Regions from separate parts of the Gasterosteus aculeatus genome. Here regions 1 and 3 are each linked to region 2. The links are chromatin contacts, called in public Hi-C maps. All regions are on one chromosome and are shown on one strand. The core of a region is the stretch at or near the end of the contact, and the rest is flanking DNA. Distances in the headings are between cores, read along the strand shown.

Region 1 (4,386 bases), core at 1,183-3,682, 280 kb before region 2:
TTGGGTATTGCGATCTGAACTGCAGCACTGAAAAATATTGTTAATGTAAGCCGTTTCATATTGAAGAAAATTCCTATTACATTAAACTGCAGTTGAATTTTATTTTCAACTGCGTATGAATGAGTTAAATTAATGAATATAACTCAATAATCCCAATGCAAATTACTAGCCATTAATTTTGTATTATGAACTAAATATAATGGATTCACAGTGGTAATGACAAGTACGCGTTGAGGATTGTTTTTTGCCGTTTAATGTGAAATATTCCGGTTTTTCCTTGCATGCCGTATCTTAGTTGTCATAAGTGGGACTCTTTGGACAAATGCAGTATTGTGCAGTACTGTCTTCACGTTGGTGATCTTCGTGAACTAGCCAGCTATCTTGAACCCTATGTGCTTGCTACGTCGTGCTGCAGAAACTGACATTTCCCCTCTCTTCATTCCTCGCTGTTTCTTATACTGCCCACATTCCCTCTGTTGAGAATGTCAGCAGCGACACGGGGCTGTTTTACTCTGCATGATGTACCAACGAAGCCTGGTGCAGCTTCCTAAACAAGTGCCCCTTCTTAACCTCACATCCTCATCGCTCAGATGACCTTTACTTTCCTACAGAAAACGCAGGCAATTATAATAAGTGTGTTCGGTGAAGCAGACTCACTAGAAGACATCCAGGCTTTTTAATTGTATGTTATGTTTAGACAAATGTACACTGTGCAAGTGCACTTTTGTCTTCCACCTCATTGATCCACAGACAGATTTACAGAGCACAAAAATACATCAACTGTTGCTGCTTTACACTGTATGGACAGTGTGTGAACGTGTTATTAGTAAAAGCCTGGAAATAATTGCTGCAGGGCTGATGAATTAAAAAAAAATAACGAGACATTGCTTCTTAGCTCTCATTTAGTTGAATAGACATATATGTGCATGAATATCGGAGGTCAATCTTGCTCTCAATAGTGTGACTTCTATTTCAGAAGATTTCAAAATGTTTCATTTGATCCTCCTCCGGTACACGTGGCACATGCATTATATTCATTAAAGTGGAAAACATGTAGACATCGTTCGCCAATATATCTTTAATAGTTTACTCACTCGGGCGGGCAACAAATACGGTTTTTATCCTGGAAGGCCGTCATGCAGGTCAAAGGTCTGGATTGTGTTGTGTGAGTGTGAGTACATGAAAGTGCTTCTGTAAATTCTCACTTGTTTGTGTCTATCTATGGGATTTGACCTAAATTTGCATGAAGATGACTAAAAACAGTTAAAATACATAATTTTTTCTAAATGAGGTAAAAAGAGAATCATTTGTCATCAATGTTGAGTCCATAAAACACACACAATGGAGATGATCACGATATCACACACAAACACACCCGCATTGTGCCAGAACGGTTCACACCAAGTATTTGCAATAATTGAGTAATTGATCCAGCTCGTACCGGGTCCAGGCCGCCTCCTCTCAACAACTATCCAATCAATCCAGGCTCCGGTCCGAAATGGCATGTCCCATAACAAATTACAGCTGATGAAATAATCATCAGAATGTCATTACCCAGCATGGCGCCGCATGTGCATCTGTGCGTGGGACAAAAGATGTGTCCATAAGCAGGCGTGGTCATGCTGTTATTACCCCGCATGCTATTTAGCACCTGAGTCGCTTGACAGACTTGATCAAGGTTTTTTTTTTCCAAATGTTGCGTAGGACAAGGACAAAGAGGTGGTGTTAAAAAAAACCTGATTCACTTATTTAACATTTTCATGCATTTGTGAGCCCTTTGAAAACAGCAAAAACTTGTCTCCTGGAACTCACTTGGTTTGTTCCCATTTCCACACCCTTTGTTTGCACTGAAAATCTAATTTAGCTCCGTCAGTTTCATGTACTGTGGATGTCCCTCCGACAAGAGACCACCGAGGCAGACTGCCCTCTCCGTGTGAGTCCAGCCATTCGCTTTCCGTTCTGAAGCCAAATCTATCGCTTTTCTCCCGTTGCCTTCCTCCTCCACCACCTCTCCTACCATTCCACAGCTGACGGCAGATGGTGTTTTAATAAAGTCCAGTAGGAATAGGACTGTGAGTAAACAATGCAGCACATGCCAACTCAGTAATTGCTGGGCACTATTACAACCCTGCGTTTGGCACGGGAGGACGAGACGCAGCGAGGATATAAAAAAAAAAAAGACACGCAGAAAGGACAAACGGGAATGAGGAAATAAGAGAACGAGGGGGGGAAACCAGAAAAGAAAAAAGCAAGAGATGGGAGGGATAGAGGGGGTATGGAAAGGGCGGGCAGGGTACACACATACACACCTAGCAGCTGGAGCCAGAAAAGCGCAGCTGGTGGAGGTGCAGGGAGGCCACGGGGAGGAGGGGGCTGAGGGGAGCTGGGATGGGCCGGTCGAGGCTGTGCTGTGCTGTGCTGGGCTGGTCCAGGCCAGTGGGTGTAGTCTTGGGCCTCCAGGCTATTGGCTCCGAGCCCAGTCTCTGAGTCCCAGGCCCTGCTCTGTGGTCTCCACTGCTGACACAAGGCCATTGCAGCCCCCCCCCCCCCCCCCCCCCCATCAAACCCCCCAGTCAATGGTTGGACACATCATGGACGAGGTGGACTCATGCAAGACCAAAGTTAAAGCCCCGTTCCATGCAGCTTGAATAGAGCAACGGTAAAATAATGACTGCAATCAAGCTCTGAATGAGAACAACAGCTCATGCGTTATTCTGTTTAATGTAACACTGACAAAGACAAAAGACAAAGCATATGTAAGACATCTTTGAATGTATATGTACAAAAGCACAAATCTCTACACAGGCACACCTTGACATTTGATCCCTTCTTCCGTGAGCGTTGGTGCTCACAGGTCTGCAGAACATTTTCCCATCATACACCATTACTCCCATCGCCTCCAGTGCTTTCAATCCGAAACCATCCCTCCACAGGTGTGACAGCTCGGCTACCTTACGTCACACACCTGTTTGGCTCAGGTATTCCAAAGAAATATGCAAAGCTATTGAGGACAAAGAAAGAGAAGAAAGCATACTGCAGCTGTTATAAATGTCTAAAACATAAAAAACAACACCCAGCAATTCATCTCAAAGTGTATGAATGATTCAGATTTTCTCAACTCTCAACCAAATTTAAAAGAGAGACTACGGTAATACGGCACTAATATCTCGCTTTTACCTGACTTGATGGAGCACTTCCCACAGCTACTGTATATAGTTAGTGGTTCTCATCAAAGACAATTAAGGAAAATGACTTTTATTTTAGAGCTGAGGTTAAATGACCAGTCTCCTTAACCTTGAAGTTCACCGTCCACATAAATATTGAATGATTCGTAACCTTCTGTTCTAATACTAATTGAAGCGGAGGGGGGATATTACATATTTGTAATTAGGGTCTGTTGGATAGGGCTTAAGCCCTGAGCCTCATTAGGTAATCATGAGGACTCTATCAATTATGCAGGTGGAGGTATTGGGTTAATTTGAGAAACATTCTGCTCTGTAGAAAACTCCATCTCGGGGTGAATTATATTGACAAATTCTTCTTGGACCTTATTATTAATTCCAATCCCATCGAGGGTAAACTTTTCCTGTGCAAAGGAAATATACGTGAAAGTAAGAGGGTTGTAAATGGGTTCGCTGCATCTTCCACGGGACTGTCCGTGTTATATGAAGCTAATCCATATGGAAGGTAAACAAACACGACGCCCGAGGACATCACCCAAATACGACATCAAACGGCCTCCTGACAGGTTCACTGATGAGCACGAACGCGGTTTCGTGTCGAAACACAACTTCTCCCTTATGACATTTTGAACTTCTGTCCAGCCAAGTCTTCTCACATACTTTCAGGTTTTGAGAATTTGCCTTTTTTCACCCTCAAGGCAGAGGGACAGAAAGAGTGAAAGACAGAACTCAGGCAGCTCAGCGAGAGTGAAATATGAGCTGCAGCTCCCGCAACAAGATGTCTTCACAGCAAGGACACTCCCCACGGACCTGCCATGAATATTTGGGAACAAAATGGTCATACGCAACCGCACTCCACTCATATCCTGCACTCCAAACTTCTGTCAGGCCTCACCTCAGACTCCCACCGTACCTCCAGTCCGCCAGCAGGTTGTGGTTCACTCCATTAATCTTCAGCAAAAAAGCGGGAGGGGGAGTCTGCGGTGGGTGGGCAAATTTGCGAGAGGTGGAAAAGGTGGGAAAAGTGGGTCAGAGGACTCAGACCGAAGCGAGGGCAGCTGCCCCTTCAGCACCTCGGTTCTCCACCCGAATCCTCCACATCGCCCCGGCCTGCTCTCTGAGGGCTGGAGACAATGTAAGAGGTTGGAATGGACTCAGATGTGCACAACTCTTATGAGCTTAATGTCACTCTTACGTGCTGAGA
Region 2 (4,355 bases), core at 1,456-3,955:
CAAATAATAATAATAAAAATAATAATCTCCACAATCTGAACGCCGAGCTTTGCTTATATTTTTGTATAAGAATATCCTCTGAGGACGCGAGTGAAAACACGTTCAACCGGCTTCTCCACTGCTAAAAAGAAGTCCCTGATGTTCGTGCCAAACTTTGTTTATGGCACCAACAACAATCAGTCAGCGCATGCACCTCATACGGACACGCACACACGCATATTCTAATGCCTCATGTTTCAAATAAATGAAAACTAAGGAGTAAATGTCCATGTTGGTTAAGCAGCGAAGTGTGGCGGCATTTGCCATTTAGTCAAGATATATTTATTTTAATGAAATTAATGGTGTATACATTTTTTAAGTATCCGCTTGTTATTTTATATATGGATAAAATATTTTATGTGATATTTAAAAAATGAAAATAAAGATGTAACTGGTGTGAATTGCATTTAAAATATTTCTGTTATTAGCATAATACAAAACCATCGTTATTATTTTTGTTTATTTATTTCTTATCATCGATTTTACCACTATCTGCTTATCTTCTAATTTTGATACGCACAAATACCCAAACAGAAGATCCTAGTAAAATATATATAAAAAACATGTATCTATTACTTTCTGCACTTAAATTAAATGTGTTCACTAACACCTGTCAAAAGACTGACATATTTGGATCAAAACAATGAAACGTACCCCTAAAGTGATCATCTTAAACAAAAATATCAAACTTAAATTAAATTAAACAAATCAAAGAGGAGTCCCTTACCTCGCAATCTTCATATTTAATGTTATCAGTTAATTTCCAAAGCATTTTCATGGATTGTTGAGGTGGATATTGAGTGGTATCGCCTTAGTCTTGTTTTCACTCAGTGAATTGTGCTCCCCGCTCAGAAAAACTACTTTTATTGAAGCTGTGGGCTTCTGTCTGTCTTGCGCTCTGAGGTCTCCCTCTAATGGTAGAAGTGAAGGGCTGGAGCAGCTCTGTAATAACACTGGCACAGGGCCTCATTAGCATATCAACAGTCGTTTGATTCCCCCCCCCCCTCTCCCCCCCCCCCCCCCCCCCCCCCCCCCCCACCCCCCTCCCCTCATCTGCTCACACCAACACCAATGGACAGCGCACAGGTAAAAACTAAAACGATAGGACGCTATACACGCTTATTATTCCGACTGTTCTGCGAGCTGTGTGTGTGTGCGTGTATTGAGGGGGGAAGAGGGCAGAGCCATGCATGTGGATCTGCATGCACCTGGGACGGTTTTCTACAAGTCGAGGCTCGAGCAAAGCGCGTCGGGCTGCACAAATTACACGTTCACGTTCAATTTTCATAACGAAGAACGAAATAATATTCAAATATCATGCTGCTGTAAGAAAGAGTCTACATTGACTGAAAACAAATCCGCTCATCCTCGTGTCTCCATTACTTCTCTAGGACGGCAGGCCTATGCAAATACAACCCTGACACACACTTTTGGGCTTTTTAAAAAAAAAAAACTCCCAAACTGTTATTTTAATCCCATTGAGAGCGCGGAGCCTTGAGAGGCCATTCTTCCTGTGTTATGGTAAACAGGTGAGCCATTCGGAGCGGCTCTACAGGTCCATTGACTACCTGTAAGGGGAGGGCTTGCCGGTGTGTGGGGGTTAGGGGGGGGGGGGGGGATGTAAATAATTAACACAACAACATGGCCTTGTTTCATTTGAATGAACGGCCAGGGGAGCCCGGCTCTTCCCTGTCGCCGGCCGAGCCTTCACCTCAGCAGGTCGTGGGTCGGCAGACAGGTCGCCGGCTCTTTCAAGGCGTTGGCTGCTCTCGTTTTAAAAACCCAGATTACCATTTTTGGTGGAGGGCTTGTCTTTTTTTTTTGCAGCAGCAGCAGCAGTTGGGCTATTAATGAGAATGGAGCGATGAAACTGGCTGACAATGACAGCTATGTGCATGTGCGTTTCTGTTGATCCAGCCTGGCTGTCTGTGGGGATGATTTTTCCTCCGTTTTAAAGCAGTGATACTAAAGTTTAGCGTCTCTTTAACCCCCCACACACCTCACAAAACAAGGCCCCGTATTCCAGTGACGAGACCAGGGATGCTTTGGAAACTTGCGAGTGGGAAACACGCAATCCAAATATGGATCCTGTGTGAATATACACGCGAAAGGCTAGACGAATCACATCTCACCTCAGACACGCAACCGCATATTAAGGGCTGCGTTTCATATGAAATACTCCACGACCAAAACCCACGTCTCATGCTTTCCACACATTTCTGATTCAAACACATGACCGTCCGCCTGAATTACAACCTACAACCCCACGCGATCAACATCCTCACTCTTTCACGGCCCCCCAAAAGAAGAAGCGTTCCTTATGAAATAAGTTCTTCGTGTTAGCGTGTGCCTGTGAACTATACACCGACTCTTTTCATGGAACGTGTTCACGAAAGCGGCCTCTTGCTGCACAACAAAAGTGGACATTTTGACAGTTTCCACGGTTCACCCGCCGCGTCTTTGTCTTAAAAGTAAGCAGCACATACCTGCCATTCTCCCATTCTGCCCATAATTGACATTCTGTGTCTTCTGCTGCCTTTGGTCGTTGTCGGTAGATCCGGTTCCGTGTCTATCTCATTGAGCCTCCGGTGCCGAACTGAACCTTTTACGTTGTTTTTTTTTCGCCTGACCGGATCGTCTCACCTGGCCATAAAAAGTGTTGCGGAGTGTTGGCGCATGCGCAGTGCTCCGGGTGTGGACGCGTAAGGAGAAACTACCTGGGGAAAGTGGAATCACCTACGTTGTGTCTGGTTTCTGCATTTGCCTGTTTTGTCTTCAAAGACTACGGATTGGGTTTTTATGAAACAATAAATGATCGAACGAACATGTTTTTAAATATTAGTTATTGTTGAGGAAACTCAAGAGATACCGGAATGCACTATAGCTTAATCATAGTCCCTGCTGTGACTACGAAATATAGATATATTTGCAGAGAGTGTAAATCGAAGCTGTTAACACATCCAGTTAATTTTTCGTTGAGTAACAAATTCTTTGCTTCATGTAAATTTGCATTAAAAAATGAAAAGGAGTGAAAAGCGATGCCGTTTACCTTTCCCCTTAATTTATCTCACAACTAAATTAATAAACATGATATTAAACAAGATAGGTAAATATGGGCGAAAGAAAATTTAAATCAAATCGGTAGTATGTTATAAGAACCGAAAAAGACGTGTATTTATCTTATACTTTCCTCCTGTTAATTGTATATGAATCCTCATTGCAAATGAAACTGTGTCAAGTTAGAAAACTTGAAGGTTAACTGCCAACATCATTACTTCTGCGCAGAGAGCCCTGCTATTGTGAGGGTCATTATTTATTCATCCACTGTTTATTTCTAATACTTATGTAGACCCCCCAGGCCAAGAGCGAATGAGGTCTCCCTCTCTCTGTGTCTCGCACGCGCACACGCGCTACAACTCACACACTCACGCATACAGAGAGGAGAGCAACACGTGCAATGACAGAGGTGATAATGGTCGAGGCTTTAGTCCAAAACCCGTTTTTTGTCCTCTTTCAAGTCCTTTACGGAGCACACACACACACACACACACACACACACACACACACACACACACACACACACACGTCGCTGCAGCTGCGTCGGTTCTCTCACCACATCTAACACTTTATATTAGACATATTTAATTCATACACTGAGATTATTGGACCAACTTTTTGTTGAGATTTTGCATTTAGCCCTATAAATCCTGTTTTTTTGAGGGGGGTTGCATAATTCCGTATCGAATGTAAAGATTTTTGTTTCTTCTTTTTTTTTTTTTTGTTGCAGTGTTAATATTTAAAACAAGCCTTCATGTTTGACTTCAAAGGCGAAGACATTTTAACTACACACACAATACCTGCAGCTATAAAGACCTCTCCAGGACTGTACAAAGGAGGGCTGGGTAAAGAGGGGGGGGGGGGGGGGGGGGGGGAATCAGAAATATAGTTTGGGGCTCTGCGCACTAAAGGGAGGAGTAAGTTTTAAAGCAGAGCTGTCTGACAGTGAGCTACTCTCAGACAGGAGCGGGGGTCCCCGTTGGATATCCAGCCTGTTTGTCTAAGGCTCGGTTTCCAACCACTTCCAGCATCGCACTGGGCCTCCGGGCGACGCTCGGCTTCCTAACATTGCAAGCTGTGTTTAATAGGCGTCGGCAACGGCGGCACCGCAGGCAATTTGTACAGCCATTCCGATTCAGACAAATTACAATAAAATGATTATTGATGTAAGCATTGTTGTAATTGTTATTATTACATATAACATTTTCTATATTGATTTGGTATCCGTTGTGTGTGTGTGTGTGTGTATGAGGGGGATC
Region 3 (4,289 bases), core at 874-3,373, 400 kb before region 2:
TCATTGTTTTCTAATTCTTTCACATTAGTGCTGCAAAAACATATAACAGTCAGAAATGTGAAATTGAGTCTGTAATGCAGCACAACGTTGGTGGTCTCCTTTGACTAAATATTTATGAACAGGAAGGCGGTCGCTCACTAATGGCCTGACTGGTTTAACGTGGGTTGACAGACGATCATTCACAAACTATCTTTGTGTTCAGGGCCGAATTTGACCGCCAGCGCTCGTCATCACATTACACGAGTGACAAGACGCTCGCTTCACTAACAGGTTTGTTATTTGCGTCCTGGGGTGAGAAAGTTTAAGAAGTCTTGCTGTTGACAGTTGTCCCCCCTCCCGCCCCCATATTCTTTTATTTATTTAGTATCCACGGATAATTTAATGGGAGATGACTTGGATGGAGGGGAGGGGGGGGCGGCACCGGGCAGGCACCAGAACTCCGCTGCTCAGGGCGACTTCCTTCTGTAAGTGGCACCATTAAAATATTTAAGAGGCCTGTCCAGGAAACACGCCGCCGCACAGCGCGACTCCTCGGAGCGCGCGGACACGCAAATAGGCAAACAAAAAAAAAAAACGCACACTTCAACGCTGACGCGACCGTGCCCGAGAGGCGCCGATCCACTTCACGCTGACTGGCACATTAAGGCGGGTTTTCTCTGCTGCGTGGGGGCCGTGTCACTGAAGGGCCATACATCAGTCGGTATCCCTGTCGCTTGCACTTTAACAAGACATACGCACAGCGGCCCAGCTGGTGGACGGAGAGAGAGAAGGAGGGAGGGAGGGAGGGAATGTGGGAGAAACTGAGATGCTTCTCAAAAGGTAAAGGGAATTATTCTAAAGAAATCTTATTGCAGTCATAATGAAAACAAAAACACAGACAGACATGATGGAAGCCAAAGCTCCATCCAAGCAGGCTCGCTGAATTCCAGTCACAAGCACAGGTGCATTTGAGTGTGCAGAAACAAAGGAGGACGGGAGACATTTCCAACAGACGTCCACCACCACCACGATCCGCCTCTCTACCTTCAGGGCGGTCTTGGCGTCCTCCTTCGTGCAGCCGTCCAGCTTGGTGACCCGGTACTCCAGCCACTGCTGCACCACCGCCCTGCTTTCCGCGGAGTCCCCCAGCAGCTCGGGGCGCTTGGCGTCTTTCGCCAGGTGACAGGCGACCGTCACCAAGCCAACCAGGGGGGGACCATTGGCCCTCTGCAGCACAGGCACCTGCAGGGAGACGAGGGAGGATGGTGAGATGGAGATACGAAGGGAGTTCTCTATTTATTTGATTGAAATGCAGACAGCAGCTGTGCCTGTGTTTGCTTATGTTGCTTTAGAGAACATGTTCCAAAACAGGGCAAAAATTGTACCCTTGCTATTTTGTTTGTTGGTCCCCCAGAGCCAGTTTAAAGATGGATGTGATTGTCCGCCTTCCCCTCGATAAAATTAATTGATGAAAAAGTTGATTATTTAGGTTGATACAAGTGATTATATGCAATACAACGTATTCACAATCTGTACGTTTCAATGAATTGTTCAGTGGAATCCCATAAAGCACATATATGCGTATTAGGCATGACGTCGCACTCCTGCCTCGCTTCGATTCAATGGACGCGCATGCGCACAGCACGGGACTATTTCCATTGTGCCGAGTAGTGGAAACAAGACAAGTGGCGACACATGTCGCTGCGTGGATCTGATGCTTCAGCCCAAACGAGGAAAAAGGTCACTGACTGAACTGATAACGAAGGGTTAATGCGACACGACGATGCCGGCTTATTCGACACACACGACTCGCTTGTTAGCATTGTTAGCTAGCTGCTGTGTCCTCATTACGGTAGTGATTGAGCCGCCTACGAGAATGAAACAGCGTTTTAAAGCCCGAAGAGGATGCCACAAAGAAGTATGGTCATGTCACCTTTTTCTCCCCCTGTGTACTGTATTTGTTCGGCTTTTTCAATCCTAAATATTTCTCCAGCGACGACAGCTCCCGTAGAGCCATGTTTCTGGCTGGCGAAGGGGCAGCGCAGCGTGCGTGTTAACCGATTGGGTCAAACTCTCGAGTCCCGCCCACTATGGTTTGAGTGATAGTTGTGTTAACCAATTAAACACAGCTTTCAAGTCTTTCCCTACGTTGCATCAAGGAATGAGCCATCATCAAAATAATATATAAAGTCGAATAAAAAAACAGAATAATAAAAAAAATAAATGGGAAAATAAAGAGTAGGTAAACTATAGATATAATTTACCAACATTAAAAAAAATATAAATAATCTCTTTTAATATAAACATTGTATACAAAGGAACATTTTACTTTAGTTCATCCTTACTGATGTTATCTGCTAGGCTGATTTGTGAGTATGTTTGACAACATTTTAAAATAGACTTCAAATACTTATTTCATTTAATAACAAACACAACCTCTCAGTGAAATATGCTGTTATTGGATATGAGCGTATCCCAGCATTTCATAAGGAGGCTAAACTGCTGGTGTGGGATAATCTGATCAAAGACGGGTATTACGCAATGCACCTGCAGAACTTCTACGTAATGGTTTTTGGTTCAACGAATCAAAATGACAGCGGAAGGTCTGTCTGGAGTTTCAGTCAGAAGTCCGGCAGCAAAGTTTCCCTGTCCTGTCCGTCTGTCTCTGCAGCGTGTCCTGCCTGTGACATTGTTTGTGTCCTGTCAGTTTGCATTTGCACAGGGCATCATGAAATGTCACCTGTCAGTCAAAATTGGGCTTATTAAGTATATGCTGTCCAAGTGTGTGTATGTGATAATATACTAGTGTGTTTGTGAGATACTGTACAGCGGAACAGCTGGGCAGAGGTGTCACAGCACAATCTTTGCATCCCCATCAGTCATCCTTTGTTACAGCTCACCTGAATGACAAGGCCCAGGGTGATTGTCAGCCATTGCAGCAATACAAATCAAATTCATATTTCTTCACTGGACGTCATGCAGACAGCAATAAAATATAAAAATCAGAGTCTTGGAGGGGTTTAAACCGCTGCGTACACCTGCAGTTTTATGGTACTTTTTTTTGTTTCTCCATGTTGTGCATAGTTAGATTGCTTTGACTACACAATGGACCAATGACGCTCTGGATTGCAGCTCAAGCGCTGTCATACTTTGGCATTTTAATAAATCGGGTTAATGACGAAAAGAAATCTCACTGTGTATTTTAACGTAGTAAGATAATTATGACTAACTGCTCCATGATCTCGTCCTGCACAGCCGTGTAATGTTGAGTTTCAGGGGCCTCTTGGATCTCATTTGTGCCTCATGTGAACTATTTCCACCCATAAATCCACATCTTTCCCTTTCAACGTGTGGACTTAATATAAACGAACAGATGATATTTTTAAACCCAATTTGGTCAGAAAAAGCTGTCCGAGAAAACAAATTAATTATAAGAATGAGTACACAGACTATCACAAATGATTACATGCTACGAAACAAGGTAAGGCTAATTTCCTCTTTTTTTTTTTTTTTCTTCATCTAACCATTTTTCATCTGTTTGTTTACAGGCTCCGGCACGTCATACACTTTTACCCTAGTGGGGCTTCCATAAATGAATGCCTGCAGCGTTAAAGTGCGTCTCCTTTAACTAAATGCCTCCAAGCTGCCACATCCTGTCTGTTCTCAGGCGGGCTGAGGACAATGATCCCCAGTGCCCGGGCCTAACTGTAGCCTGTGGGAGTTTTCTCATACTGATTGTGATACACAATCTGGGGTCACATTAGTAAGGAAATCTACAATGGGGGGGGGGGTCACCGTTTGTGCCGTGGGGCTTCCCAAGGCAGGCATAGCGATAAACAGCTTCAGCCCTGGTAGATGTATCCCCCCCTTACCCCCCCTCCTCTGCCAAGTCTGTAACTTACAATATGCCGTTACACTGATTTGTCTAGCTGGGATGCAGAGCCGCAGCCCCGCCTGTCTCCTCTGTTACCTTTCACCAACCTGTGAAAGCTCTCTGACTGGATACTGTATCCTAACCACACGGACGCTGGCAGAAGGAGAGCGGAGGGATTGGTTCTGAGTGGTCGACATGAACGCTGTCAGCACAGATTGGTGAAATTGCATATTGGTGCTAGGTCGGATTCCGAGCGTGGAGAGAACATGGGGACGGGCGCCAGGAGGCGGGGGTGACAGTTTGGGAGACGGCCGCGAGTTGTGAGATGAAGACAGACAGATGTTTGGGGGTCGGCGTGCTGCCCGTACCTTCCGCTCCTGTCAAGTTTTTTTTCCTCTTATTTGATCCTGTCCAAAGAGCTTGGTGCATATTTGAG

The links. A called contact is a pair of places that touch in the nucleus more often than the background predicts.
Region 1: a Hi-C map of whole body shows a contact between it and region 2, with 9 times the contacts expected there. The contact joins the enhancer-like site here to the promoter of tfap2a in region 2. A contact is called at or near these places in 6 of 6 Hi-C or Micro-C datasets (blood and trunk muscle, liver, skeletal muscle and 2 more).
Region 3: a contact with region 2 is called in a Hi-C map of skeletal muscle, with 3 times the contacts expected there. The contact joins the promoter of eef1e1 here to the promoter of tfap2a in region 2. A contact is called at or near these places in 4 of 6 Hi-C or Micro-C datasets (skeletal muscle, tail fin and whole body).

The regions. Positions count from the first base shown.
Region 1 is chr21:11,441,484-11,445,869 of fGasAcu3.hap1.1, forward strand. No RefSeq gene overlaps it. Among protein-coding and RNA genes, the nearest start is that of slc35b3, 71 kb to the left of the region's middle. Within about 2 kb of position 2,433, at least 3 of the 9 cell types and tissues checked have open chromatin away from gene starts, as enhancers often do.
Region 2 is chr21:11,725,975-11,730,329 of fGasAcu3.hap1.1, forward strand. tfap2a (transcription factor AP-2 alpha) reads right to left here and starts at 2,706. Exons shown (of 7, transcript XM_040167706.2): 1 at 2,526-2,706. The coding sequence starts at 2,558.
Region 3 is chr21:11,322,414-11,326,702 of fGasAcu3.hap1.1, forward strand. eef1e1 (eukaryotic translation elongation factor 1 epsilon 1) reads right to left here and starts at 2,124. Exons shown (of 4, transcript XM_040167477.2): 1 at 1,913-2,124; 2 at 1,024-1,221. The coding sequence starts at 1,996.